Linked DNA regions of Mus musculus: region 1 is linked to region 2. The links are chromatin contacts, called in public HiChIP or PLAC-seq maps. All regions are on one chromosome and are shown on one strand. The core of a region is the stretch at or near the end of the contact, and the rest is flanking DNA. Distances in the headings are between cores, read along the strand shown.

Region 1 (5,741 bases), core at 2,839-5,338, 92 kb after region 2:
TTCAGAAATCGGTGTGATCCTGAGGGACTTGTGGTGTGACATAGGTCTAGCTTTGTAGCCAGCAATAAAAATTGAAGAATCCTCAAGTCCAGAGGCCTTGCCCCTGACCTCCCTGAGGATCTCTACCATTTGATTAAGAAAGCAGTCTCAGCCTGCAGGCATCTTGAGGGTCAGAAATGATGAGGATGCTAAATTTCACCTGTGACAGACCAATTTCATTGGCTCATTATTATAAAATTAAGGAGGTCCTCCTCTCATTTGAAAGTATGAGTCATCCATAGCCTCTGCTCTAGTCGCATAAATCTGTCTTAAATACTCAGGCAATAAAATCACTTAAAAAACAAAACTAGACACTATTCTAATATGACAATGATCTGGAACCAATTATGCCACTACTAGAAATATTATAAAACTGGGAAGACAGCTCAGTCAGGAAAGTGCTTGCCACTTGGGCCTAAGTTTGATCTCAAAACCCCACATCCATTTAAAAAACCCATGCATGACCATGACCGTACAGGCTTGTAATCCCAGGACTGGGGCGATGGTTACAGGTAGATGGATCCCTGGTGCTTACTGGTTAGCCAGCCTAGCCTACTCAGTTAACTTCCAGTGAGTGACTCTGTCTCAAACAAAAGATGGACAGCACCTGAGGAAAGACACCCAAGGTTGGCTTCTGGCCTATACACACACAGCACACACACAATTGTGGAAGTTGTAGTTACTAACGCTTAATAAAAATCATGGCAAGTATCTACATATTTCTTTTTTTTTTTTTTTTTTTTAAAGATTTATTTATTTATTATATGTAAGTACACTGTAGCTGTCTTCAGACACTCCAGAAGAGGAAGTCAGATCTCATTACGGATGGTTGTGAACCACCATGTGGTTGCTGGGATTTGAACTCTGGACCTTTGGAAGAGCAGTCGGGTGCTCTTACCCACTGAGCCATCTCACCAGCCCTACATATTTCTATCTATGTAGAGCTAGAGATATATAGATGCTGTCACACTATATATAAGCAATTTAATCTTCACAAATTTTACAAAGTCCTATTGCTAATATCTCTGGTTCACAAATGAAGAAACATAGACAGTTATATAATATGCCTAAACTTGAAGCAAATAGGGGCTGGAAAAATGGCTCAGCAGTTAAGAGCATTTGCTCTTTCAGAAGACCTGAGTTTGGTTCCCAGAATTTACATGGTGTTTCCAACCATCTATATCTCCATTATCAAGGGATCCAACACTTTCTTCTGATCTCCAAGGCATCAGGCACACAAATGGTGAGCATACATACATGCAGACAAAGCATAATACTCATAAAATAAATAAATCTAAAAAGTAAAATAGAAATAAACTTATAGCAGGCAGCAAGTGTGGAATATATCGAAGCATTACTTAATTTACATGGTACACTTTTAAATCACCTGGAACCACTATAGGCTTAAATTAACATAACTTATCCATCATAAATATCAAATTTCTTCATCAATCTTGAACTATTTTTTCCTATTGTGATAAATTTTGCTTCACTCTCATCACAAGGCAGTTACCGCCGCTAGGTAGTCACAACATACACAATTTGTCAGTTAATTTACCAGCAACAAATGACTGGCACATTTATAATTTCACTAATAAGGACAAATTCTTTTTTTCTTTGACAATCAAAATTTTAATGACCAAAACAAAAATTGGAAAAGAAAAATCAGGCAAAAAGAATCTTTTATTAACAATTCACCCTTCACGCTGGGCGGTGGTGGAGCACGCCTTTAATCCTAGCGCTCGGGAGGCAGAGGCAGGCAGATTGCTGAGTTCGAGGCCAGCCTGGTCTACAGAGTGAGTTCCAGGACAGCCAGGGCTACACAGAGAAACCCTGTCTCGAAAAAACAAAACAAAACAAAAAAAAATTCACCCTTTACTTAGAAAAGCAGATGATTGGGTTCAGAATAAATAGAGAGAGGCAATTATCTTGAACACTAGAAGGAATATGGCAACAGAGAACTAAAAATAGTTGTTCCATCTCTGTTAAAGACGGAAATACCAGTAGATGAAAAGAGAATATTCTATCTCTAATTCATGGGAAGGAGGAAGTCATCTAAAAGGAGAAACCAAGTACTTTGGTATTAAACACTAATTATCACAAAAATAAATTGGAAGACAGGATTTAAATGAAAAGTTTAAAATGTTAACAATTTTATTAATAAAAACAAATAGATGAAATAATTTTAACATATTTTTCTACTATATCCAAATTACCACATCACAGATAATATGAATAGAGTATTTTCTTCTTTTAGTATTGTTTATTTTACACGTACTTATCACAAGAGACTAGTTCACCTTTGTTTTAGGTTGTTTTGTTTTGTTTGAGACAGGGTTTCTCTGTGTAGCCCTGGCTGTTCTGGAACTCACTCTGTAGAACTTAGAAATCCGCCTGCTTCTGCCTCCCAAGTGCTGGGATTAAAGGCGTGTGCCACCACTGCCCAGCATTTTAGGTTCTTTGATACAGAGTTTCAAGTAGCAGAGCCCACATTAAGGATGAACTTTGATCCTCCTGCCTCTTTTCCCCAAGGTGCTGAGATTATAGGTTAATGCTACTGGGATTACAGCCTGCATTGCCACACCCAGCAGACTCGTCACATGTGTGCACAGTCCAGAGTCAGGAAAAAAGGGCAAACAAGCATTATAATTTCTGCACAGTAACATGATGCATGGTAAAACAGTTCCCAACAGCCATTGCTTTCCTCAAGGCAGAAAAGCAATTCAAATGCTTACTATTTGGGAAGAAAAGAGATTTTCTTTTTATTTAAGTCTATAGATAATCTACGGTCTTTACATAAAAGCTACCTTATCTTTTTTAACTTAATGTAATTTTTATTTTAATTTTTTGCAACATAAGAAATCAAACCAGCCTGATGGTAGTGGTGCACACCTTTAATCCCAATGCTCAAGAGGCAGAGGCAGGCAGAACTCTGTGAGTTTGAGGCCAGCCTAGTTTACATAGTAAGTTCCAGCACAGTCAAGACTACATAGAGAAACCCAGTCTTGAAAAGCCCAAAACCCAAAACAACAAAAATGGAAGGAAGGAAAAATGAAAGAAAAAAAATAACCAAAGATATTTGAGGTAACTGCTCTACCTCTGAGTTATATCCCTAACCATCTTCATAACTTTTGTATGTTATGTAACTTTTAAAAAGTATGTAACCAGAGACAGGGGGTGGGGAGAGGGGATAGGGGGCTTCCGAAGGGGAGACCTGGAAAGGGGAAAATATTTCAAATGTAAATAAAGAAAATATCCAATCAAAAATAAATAAATAAAGAGTATGTAACTTCCATTTAATAATATTCTAGAATGATAAACTTAATATTCTATAAACAATGCATTTATGGAACTAGAGAGATTGCTTAGGGGGTAAGAGTGCTTGCTCAGTAGAAGGACCTAAATTCAAATCTCTAGCATCCACATAAAAATTAAGATGGAGTCTGGTGTAGTGGCACACACCTTTAGTCCCAACACATGGGAACCAGAGACAGGCAGATCTTTATGAGTTTGAGGCCAGCCTGGTAGAGTTCCAGGGCAGTCAAAACTACAAAGAGAAACCCTGTTTCAAAAAATCAAAACCAACACCACCAAAAACAAAAAACCAAACCCAACAACAACAAAACACCTGAGCATGGTAGCTAGCAAATAAATAGATAAAAATAACTGAAAAAGAACCGTAACAGCTCATCAGCAAAATATGGATTCTGAACACTGACATCCTGTAGAACTCTGTTGTCAGTCTCTCTAACCAACCTGTCCTGTCTCTAAAACGTTCTTCAGTCCTTCTTCCTATCTTTTGTGTTTCAGATCTACCTTACCTTCTTTATTATCATCTCACCTCTGAAGGCATAATGCCTATAAGACTATCCTCATGTCATACATAAACTGTACATTGAAAGGCAGAGTTCCCCAAACCACCCTTAGGTTTGATAATCCGGTAGGATACATAAAATGTACAGAACGCTCGCTGTTACACTTGTGGTTAATGGTTTATTACAAGGAAAAGATAGATTAAAATCAGCCAAGGAACAGAGCATGTAGAGCAAAGTCCAGGAATGTTCCCAACGTGGAACTTCTGTAGTTTTCCCTGTGAAGTAAGAATGTGTTGTTCCCACTGTCAGTGTGTAACAGTGTACCTGGAGTATTGGCAACCAGGGATTCTCCTATGAGTTTTAGGGCCGTGCTTTTTTCCGACTGTGCCTTCATTGCATAGGCACAGTTGGCAGAGACTCATGACTGGGTTTTATCCAAGCTGCACTTCAGCTTTGATTAGGCACTTCACTACTCAGGGAACCAAATTTTCAAGTAAATGAAGTAGTTAGGCTCTAATGGTAAGATTTACTCAAACACCAGCATTTCAACATCAAACCTTATTTGCAAATTTTAATTCTTTCCTCTAAATTTAAATTAAATGTGTAGTAATATTTCTGCCTTACAGTCTGACACAATTAAAGTTTTTCATTTGAATCAAACTTAATTTTACTTTGTGGATCTGGTGAAATGTTTTGATAAAGACGGAGAATAAATTAAGTTAGCTGAGGCTACAGGCTTCAGTTTCAATGTCTAGCCACAAAAGAAAAAAAAAAGTTTAATCATTAAGATTACATGTCAAACCTCCCTGTCCTCCTTCAAAGAACCTTGAAAAATCTGACAATAAGAGTGTGTAGTGTTGGAGACACTCTACTGTACTTAACAGTGTAACAGAAAAACAAAGATAAAGTTTATGCACATGAATTTACACTGTTCAAAAATCCCTACTGTTCTGTAGAAAATAACAAATAAAAATGGAGGGCTTGGAGTATAGCTCAATAACAGACAGTTTTGTATAGCATGGAAAGGGTAGTGGGTTTCTTGGCAAAGACAGGGAGGGAAACAGGGAGACCCAATAGACAAATATGCAGATAAATGAGGGAACAATGATTTGGCATTAAGGATGGTGACAGTGGAAATGTTAGAAGTGGTTTGATTTAAACAAACATGCTGGGGCTGGCGATGGCTCAGTGGGTAGGAGCACTGACTGCTCTTCCAAAGGTTCTGAGTTCAAATCCCAGCAACGACATGGTGGCTCACAACCACCCATAATGAGATCTGGTGCCCTCTCTGGTGTGTCTGAATACAGCTACAGTGTACTTATGTATAATAATAAATAAATCTTAAAAAATTAAAAAAACAAACTAACATGCTGAGTTTAGATAGTTTGTGAGACAGAAAAACAAAATCATTTCATTGGGGAGGTGGATGCTAGGGGAAAAAAAAATGAGGCATGGGAAAAACTAAGTTTCCCCAAGATTCTTCATGATCTTAAAATCAGGTAAACCCAGCATGGTGTATAACACTTGCACTTGCAGCACTCAGGAGCCAGAGGCAGGAGGATTATTATTGATTTTAATGTCAGCTTGCTCCACTTATATACAGTTCCAGGCCAGCCAGGAACTACATAGTGTAACCCTGTCTCAAAAGGGGGAAAACAAACAAAAAGACCAAAATGCAGGCAAAGGCTCTCCAGAGCTCCAGTACCTGCCAGGTGAGAGCCAGTGAGATGGCTCAAGTGAGTAAATTGCTTGCCAAACAAACTGTAAATAGAGGAGCACAGAAGTTCAAGAATAAAGTGGAAGGTAACTAATCTTACCTGTCTTTATTTCAGTTAAATTATTAATATTGTTATGATGATGATGATATGTGTGTGTGTTTGAGGTGTG
Region 2 (5,931 bases), core at 3,076-5,575:
AATTTCAGAGACATCATCCAGCCCGGGTTTCACCGACCTTTTTGAGAAAGGGTCTTGCTATGATCAGGCCTGTCTGTCTCTGGTTTATGACTATAAATGCTACAGTGAACCCAGCACTCCTATGTGGGATGGAGAGTGGAGGAAGCACAGTCAGCCAGCTCAAAGGCCAGCTAGCAGGACTCAGTGCAGGGCAAGAACCAAGGCGGGTGAGGATCCCTAAAGCTAGCTGTCCACCATAGACACACTGCGGTGTGCATATGCCCACACTCAAGAGCAAGACAAACTGTTACAAGCTTACTAAAAGCCAGTGAATCCTTCATTCCAATGTAGAATAAAGCACATGCCAGAGATACAAACCTTGGTAATGGTGGTCTTCATGAACCTGGAACTATTATAAAAATAGATCATTTCAAGTGTTGTCTAAGGCATGTAGCAGATACAGGTCACTTTCCTTCAAAAGGAAGACAACTGAAGAAAACATGAAAATTTTAGATTCTCACTCGAACAGATTTGGACAAATTGTGGACCTGCTGTTTCCATGGGTCGGAGATGTAACCAAGAATATGAAATGCTTTTTAAAGTAAAATGTACCTAACTGGGAGAGGCACATGCCTTTAATGCCAGAACTCAGTACACAGGCAAGTTTCTAAACTTAGCCAGCCTGCTAACAATCGTCAATATGCAGGTAAAGCAAACAGCATTGGAAAACGCATGGTTTTGAGAAAGGGTTACACTGTGTAGCCCTGACCTCAGTCAGCCTGATGCCCAAATATAGGACTAACATGCTACATACCTTTTAACCCCCTTGCCCTTGCTATCTCACCCAATAGCACTGTATCCCCACATTTCTGCAGGTTAAAATCCTTATAACCAGTCATATATCACAGTATCCAGACCTTCATCCCATTCTGTTACTAGGATGAGTTTTTACATACTTGTGTACACTCGCCATATTTTAAATTCACGAAGTTTCTTTCCACCAGCACCGTAACCTGCCAAACCCTATCATCAGCCCTGAGACAATTACTTCAGTGTAGCATCATTACTGTCTAGGCAACATGGCAGACTTCACACAAATACAATCTCTAAGGGTCGGGCTCTTTTTGAAAGTGGGAGTTTGGCCAGGCAGTGGTGGCACACACCTTAAATCCCAGCACTTGGGAGACAGAGGCAGGCGGATTTCTGAGTTCAAGGCCAGCCTAGTCTACAGAGTTCCAGGATAGCCACAGTTGCAAAGAGAAACCCTGTTTCGAGAAAGGAAAAAAAAAAAAAAGGAGTTGGAGTTTGATCCATCCTGTTGACCAGACTACATGACTGTGATGCAGCCAAAGTAATTCACTCCTCAATTGGAATGTACGGACTTCAGCTTTCCTTAAGACACCCCTAGGAAGACAGAATCCACTCAGTCAACAATGCTATACTCATTAACACCTCACACATTTTAAACACTGAATACAAGAGAACTCAAACTTTCACAACTTCCTAGTGTCTTACAGTTCTCCTACATGTTGATAGTAACAACCCACCAACCTTTGTACCAGCTGGACTAGTAGTTTAAGTGGCCAGGGAAACCACCCACTAAACAGATGCCAAACACTCCCAAACACATGCAGCAGCCACGCAGAAAGAACCACAAAACACCAAGTTACTCAAAGTGATTTTATTGCTTGTGCACACAACAGCATTTATGCCACTAGAGCAGAGGCTGTGGATGACTCACTGGGGGGAAAAAAAGAGAGAGAAACTGGGATTAGTACCGGACTTCAGGACCCATCAACTCTCTTGGTGACTGGAGCTATCCCCAAACCGCTACAATACCCAATTGCATACAATGCATCAAACTAAGCCCTAAGTTTAAGCATGAGGATGGACAGGCTCATTCTCAGCCAGACGTCTAAGGCCAAATCTAAGTGGCCAAATGGTGGAAAGATCAACCTATCTGCCATAAACAGTCAATGTCTGTATGCTTATCATAGCGAACAAGTCATGAAACAAACAAAAGGGGGGGATTTCATTCATAGTTTAATCAGCATCTATCAACTATGACCCTCTTCTTACCTTTAGAAGGACCCCCCCCCCCCCCAAGCATCATAAACCAACCAGTTCTGGCTGTCCTGGAAGTAACTGTGTAGACTAGGCCAGCCTCAAATGCAGAGACCTGCTTGCCTCTAGGTAACATTTCTTCCTTCCTTTCTTTTTCTTTTGGTTTTTCGAGACAGGGTTTCTCTGTGTAGCCTTGGCTGTCCTGGAACTCACTTTGTAGACTAGGCTAGCCTTGAACTCAGAAATCTGCCTGCCTCTGCCTCCTGAGTGCTGGGATTGAAGGCGTGCGCCACCATGCCTGGCTTAGGTAACATTTCAAGAGAACACTGTCATGTGATTATATATCATCCATGCAAGCTTCCCCACTACTATGACAGAGATGAACTGACACTTAGCCAAAAAGGCAAAATGCCTACCACTATTCATTATTTACCATCTAGCTGATTTGCCAACCAAAAACCATATACTTACTATTTCCAATTAGGTGGGAGCACCCGCTTAGTCTTATAGTATCGAGCCAATCGGTGAATTCTGCTCTCTATCAGAATCAGGCGGAATTTAGCATCCTTATCCTAGAAATAAAAGAGATTTAAGAAAACCACCAACAAGTAAAGAAACTAAATAGCTTCTATGGTTAGGTTAAGTTCTTAGGGCAATTTTTTTAAGGAGGCAGGGTATCTTATTATTATACAGAATAAGTTGGTTGTCTTACAATGTGTTAGACCAGGCTGGTCTCAAACTCCAACAATTAAGGGCATGCATCACCAAATCCACAGAGGCAATTTAAACTCCTAGAATAAGGCCCATAGCCACAAACCTACACAAAAGCCCCAGCACCTGGGACCAACTGGATGTAATAGTTTAGGGGAGCTAAAAATCAAACCACCTATTTCTAGGAAACTATCATGTTGACTATTAGCCAGCACCCAGAACCACCTGAGAGGACTCAAGTGCGTTCTCCCCTCTGAAGATCCGCAGCGCAAGTGTCTCGACACAACACCTGGTTTGTTGTCCGCCTTACCTTTCTGTTCCTCTCAAGGTGCTTTCGGACAGCAACAGCTTTCTTAATCAAATGGTAGAGATCCTCGGGGAGGTCAGGGGCAAGGCCTTTGGACTTGAGGATTCTCAAGATTTTATTTCCAGTCACAAAACGGACCTGGGCCACCCCGTGTGAGTCCCTCAGGATTACACCTGAAAAGAGAAACACACTCAAGCACACACACATGCGATAAAACCCTAACAGCCAAACTCCAAATTTCCAGCTCACTCAGACATCCAAGGAAGGTCAACCCAACATGGAAAGTCCTTCTGGTGGAAACTGCGAATGTTGGAACACCATCATCACTGTGAGCTTGCCAGAATACATCTGACCAGAGGAAACAATGTGACTTCTACCTTTATATTTAGTATTAACTTAAAAGCAGCCCAACATTTATTTGTACCTATCTTTAAAACTGCATGTTATTGCTTTTAAACCTCAAATTACTTCAGATCAGCTGAGCCCATTTCACATGATTTTTTCTGCATATTTCTAGCGAACTTTTTATATCCTAAAGAGGATATTTTCCTCCGATGAGCAGTTATTCCCAGACTCAGAAGCCAAGCTACCAGAAACGAGTTATTTCCCATTTGTACAAAGTCAGAGCAGCTTAGAATCAATTCAGTTAGATGTGACTCAATCCCAGACAGCCCTTGCTCCGCTGTGGAAGCAGGAGGAACCTTTTTAACATACGGACTAGACACATTTGTTTCTCGAGAGCAGAAGGAAGAGATTACATCAACACTCACCTATCTGGGAGGGAGTCAGGCCTTTCTTGGCCAATTTGTAAATCTGTTCCTTCACGTCGTCAGACGTCAACTTCAGCCACTACAGATGGAAGAGAAATCGGCCTTAGGATGAGAGAGCACGGCGGCAACCTTCCACTTCGGGTCCCATCCTCCCGCGCACCGATCGCTTCCCACGCCGCCCTCCAACCCTCAGCCTCTACTCACCGTGGGGACGCTACGGCGGTAGGGCAGCGCCGACTGGGACAGGCCCTTCCTGAAAACAGAAGATAGGAAGTAAAGCGGCGGCCCGCGCCCCAAGCAGCCCCACTGTCCCTTCACCCGCAGCCCGCATCCTCCTCTCTCAGCCCCGCGCCCCAGCCCCGCAACCAAGGTCGGCGCCGCGGGCTCACCCGGGAGCGTGCATGCGACCCATGATGGCGGAGGTCTGGCAGCAAAGAGAGAACGAGGTAGGAAACGGCACAGGAAATCAAGCCGCACAGGAAGTGACGCCACTCACCGACGTTTGCTCTCGCGCGGGGGCGGGGCTACATAGTGTGGCCACCGGAGCCCGGGAGACTACGCGTCCCAGAAGGCATGGCGGCGAGGCGGTAAGTGTATGGCTGGGTTGCTACGCCTTGAACTCTTGTCTCTAGTCTTGCTCTTAGCCAGAGCAGCAAGTCTGTCTCTAACATCTCTTCGGAAGTCGCATCTGAGGGGACCTAGGGCGTGCTCGAGTCCTGGGCTGAAGGATTTGGATAAGCTGCGGGTTTCTCAGGGCTCCCTCTGCAGCCCCGAACTCGTGCGGTGTGGGATGATCGCAAAGCCTAGGTGCAGCCGGCGCTTCTCTCTAGATCGTTAATTCTAGGCTTCCGAGCCCCGCCCGGGTCTGTCCTCCTGTCTGCGCGCCTTTTCTACACAGGTCGGAGCGCAGAACCGCTCACCCCCGTCGGAGAAGAGTTGGGAACGAGGAAAGAAGCTTCGAGAAGATGAGGGGGAAAGGGACTACCCCGGGAGTTGGTCTTTTAAGGATGTCCTAGTCCGGTTCACCACAGAGCGTTCGAAGAATGGGTGAATATAACAATTTATTGTAAATGCAACAAAAAACAACAAAGACATGGACCCAAGAAACTCAGATCTACAAGACCCTGTTGACAAGTGAAGCGTGAGAGGTTTGAAACAGTACTGAAATACTGATCCAGTTTTCTTTTTTGTTGTGTTTGAGACCGGGTCCCTCAATGTAGTTTTGGTTGTTCAGGAACTCGCCTTGTAGACCAGGCTTGCTTCAAACACACGTTAAGTCTTTCTGCCTCTGTCTCTTAAAAAAATGCTGAAATGATGATGAAAGGTTTGAGCCATCATGCCCAGCTGCGTTCTTTTAACCCATTACTAGTTGAATTACGTTTTCCAAAACATTGGGAACTTGAACCAAATTTGTATTTATTTCCTGGCAAAGTTGTATTTGATTAATTAACCAGATTCACACTTTTAGCCCAGATATGTGATCCGAACATCAAGCTTGGCTTCAATTCGCAATCCCTAAGCAAGAATACTTCATTTCACTCTAACACATTTGTCCGAATACAAATTTAGGGTTCAATAGTCTTTCTCATTTCCACGAGTCACTCCAACACATCTCACCACAGAAACGTATCAAATACTTCATTGTTTCCACGGGTACCCCAATCCTATCCATCATCTCTCAGGCAGCTTAAGTGGTGTCCCATTATGTATACAATCCATTGTCTGCCTAGTGGTTAGTGGTCTCTTTGTAAATCCCTCTAAATTGTGTGTGTTAAAGATTGATTTATTGATTTATTTATTTAATATAAGTACACTGTAGCTGTCTTCAGACACTCCAGAAGAGGGCATCAGAACCCATTATAGATGGTTGTGAGCCACCATGTGGTTGCTGGGAATTGAACTCAGGACCTCTGGAAGATCTAAATTGTTTTTAAAGACTTTTACTGTGTGAATATGGGGTAAGAGGATAACCTTGTGTAGTCTTTTCATCTTTTTACCTGGCTTTGAATATCAAACTAGAGTTGTCAGTGCACAGCAAGCACTTTTGGCTACTGAGCCATCTCAGGGGCTCTCTTTTTATATTTTCTCCATGTATTTGAA

The links. HiChIP or PLAC-seq counts read pairs in DNA pulled down with a chosen protein or histone mark.
Region 1: a contact with region 2 is called in an H3K4me3 HiChIP or PLAC-seq map of intestinal villus epithelium, with 5 read pairs. The contact joins the enhancer-like site here to the promoter of Rps13 in region 2. A contact is called at or near these places in 1 of 39 promoter capture datasets (the C10 cell line), 5 of 484 Hi-C or Micro-C datasets (bone marrow-derived macrophages, cortical neurons, nephron progenitors and 2 more), 9 of 115 datasets of contacts at active chromatin or transcription factors (the 230-238 cell line, CD8 T cells, the SCID.adh cell line and 5 more) and 3 of 9 other capture datasets (adipose tissue, liver and pancreatic islet).

What each region holds. Positions count from the first base shown.
Region 1 is chr7:116,421,858-116,427,598 of GRCm38.p6, forward strand. The region is part of intron 1 of Pik3c2a (phosphatidylinositol-4-phosphate 3-kinase catalytic subunit type 2 alpha); the gene reads right to left. Among named protein-coding and RNA genes, the nearest start is that of Gm40453, 10 kb to the right of the region's middle. Within about 2 kb of position 4,089, at least 19 of the 459 cell types and tissues checked have an H3K27ac peak or open chromatin away from gene starts, as enhancers often do. A contact at or near this core is called in intestinal villus epithelium and liver, where this site is marked.
Region 2 is chr7:116,329,865-116,335,795 of GRCm38.p6, forward strand. Rps13 (ribosomal protein S13) reads right to left here and starts at 4,326. Exons shown (of 6, transcript NM_026533.3): 1 at 4,221-4,326; 2 at 4,036-4,084; 3 at 3,832-3,910; 4 at 3,065-3,234; 5 at 2,515-2,615; 6 at 1,643-1,719. The coding sequence starts at 4,243. The coding sequence ends at 1,686. It overlaps Snord14a (small nucleolar RNA, C/D box 14A), which reads right to left and starts at 3,393; the gene lies at 3,307-3,393. It overlaps Gm10589 (a long non-coding RNA gene), which reads left to right and starts at 4,305. Exons shown (of 2, transcript XR_869889.2): 1 at 4,305-4,418.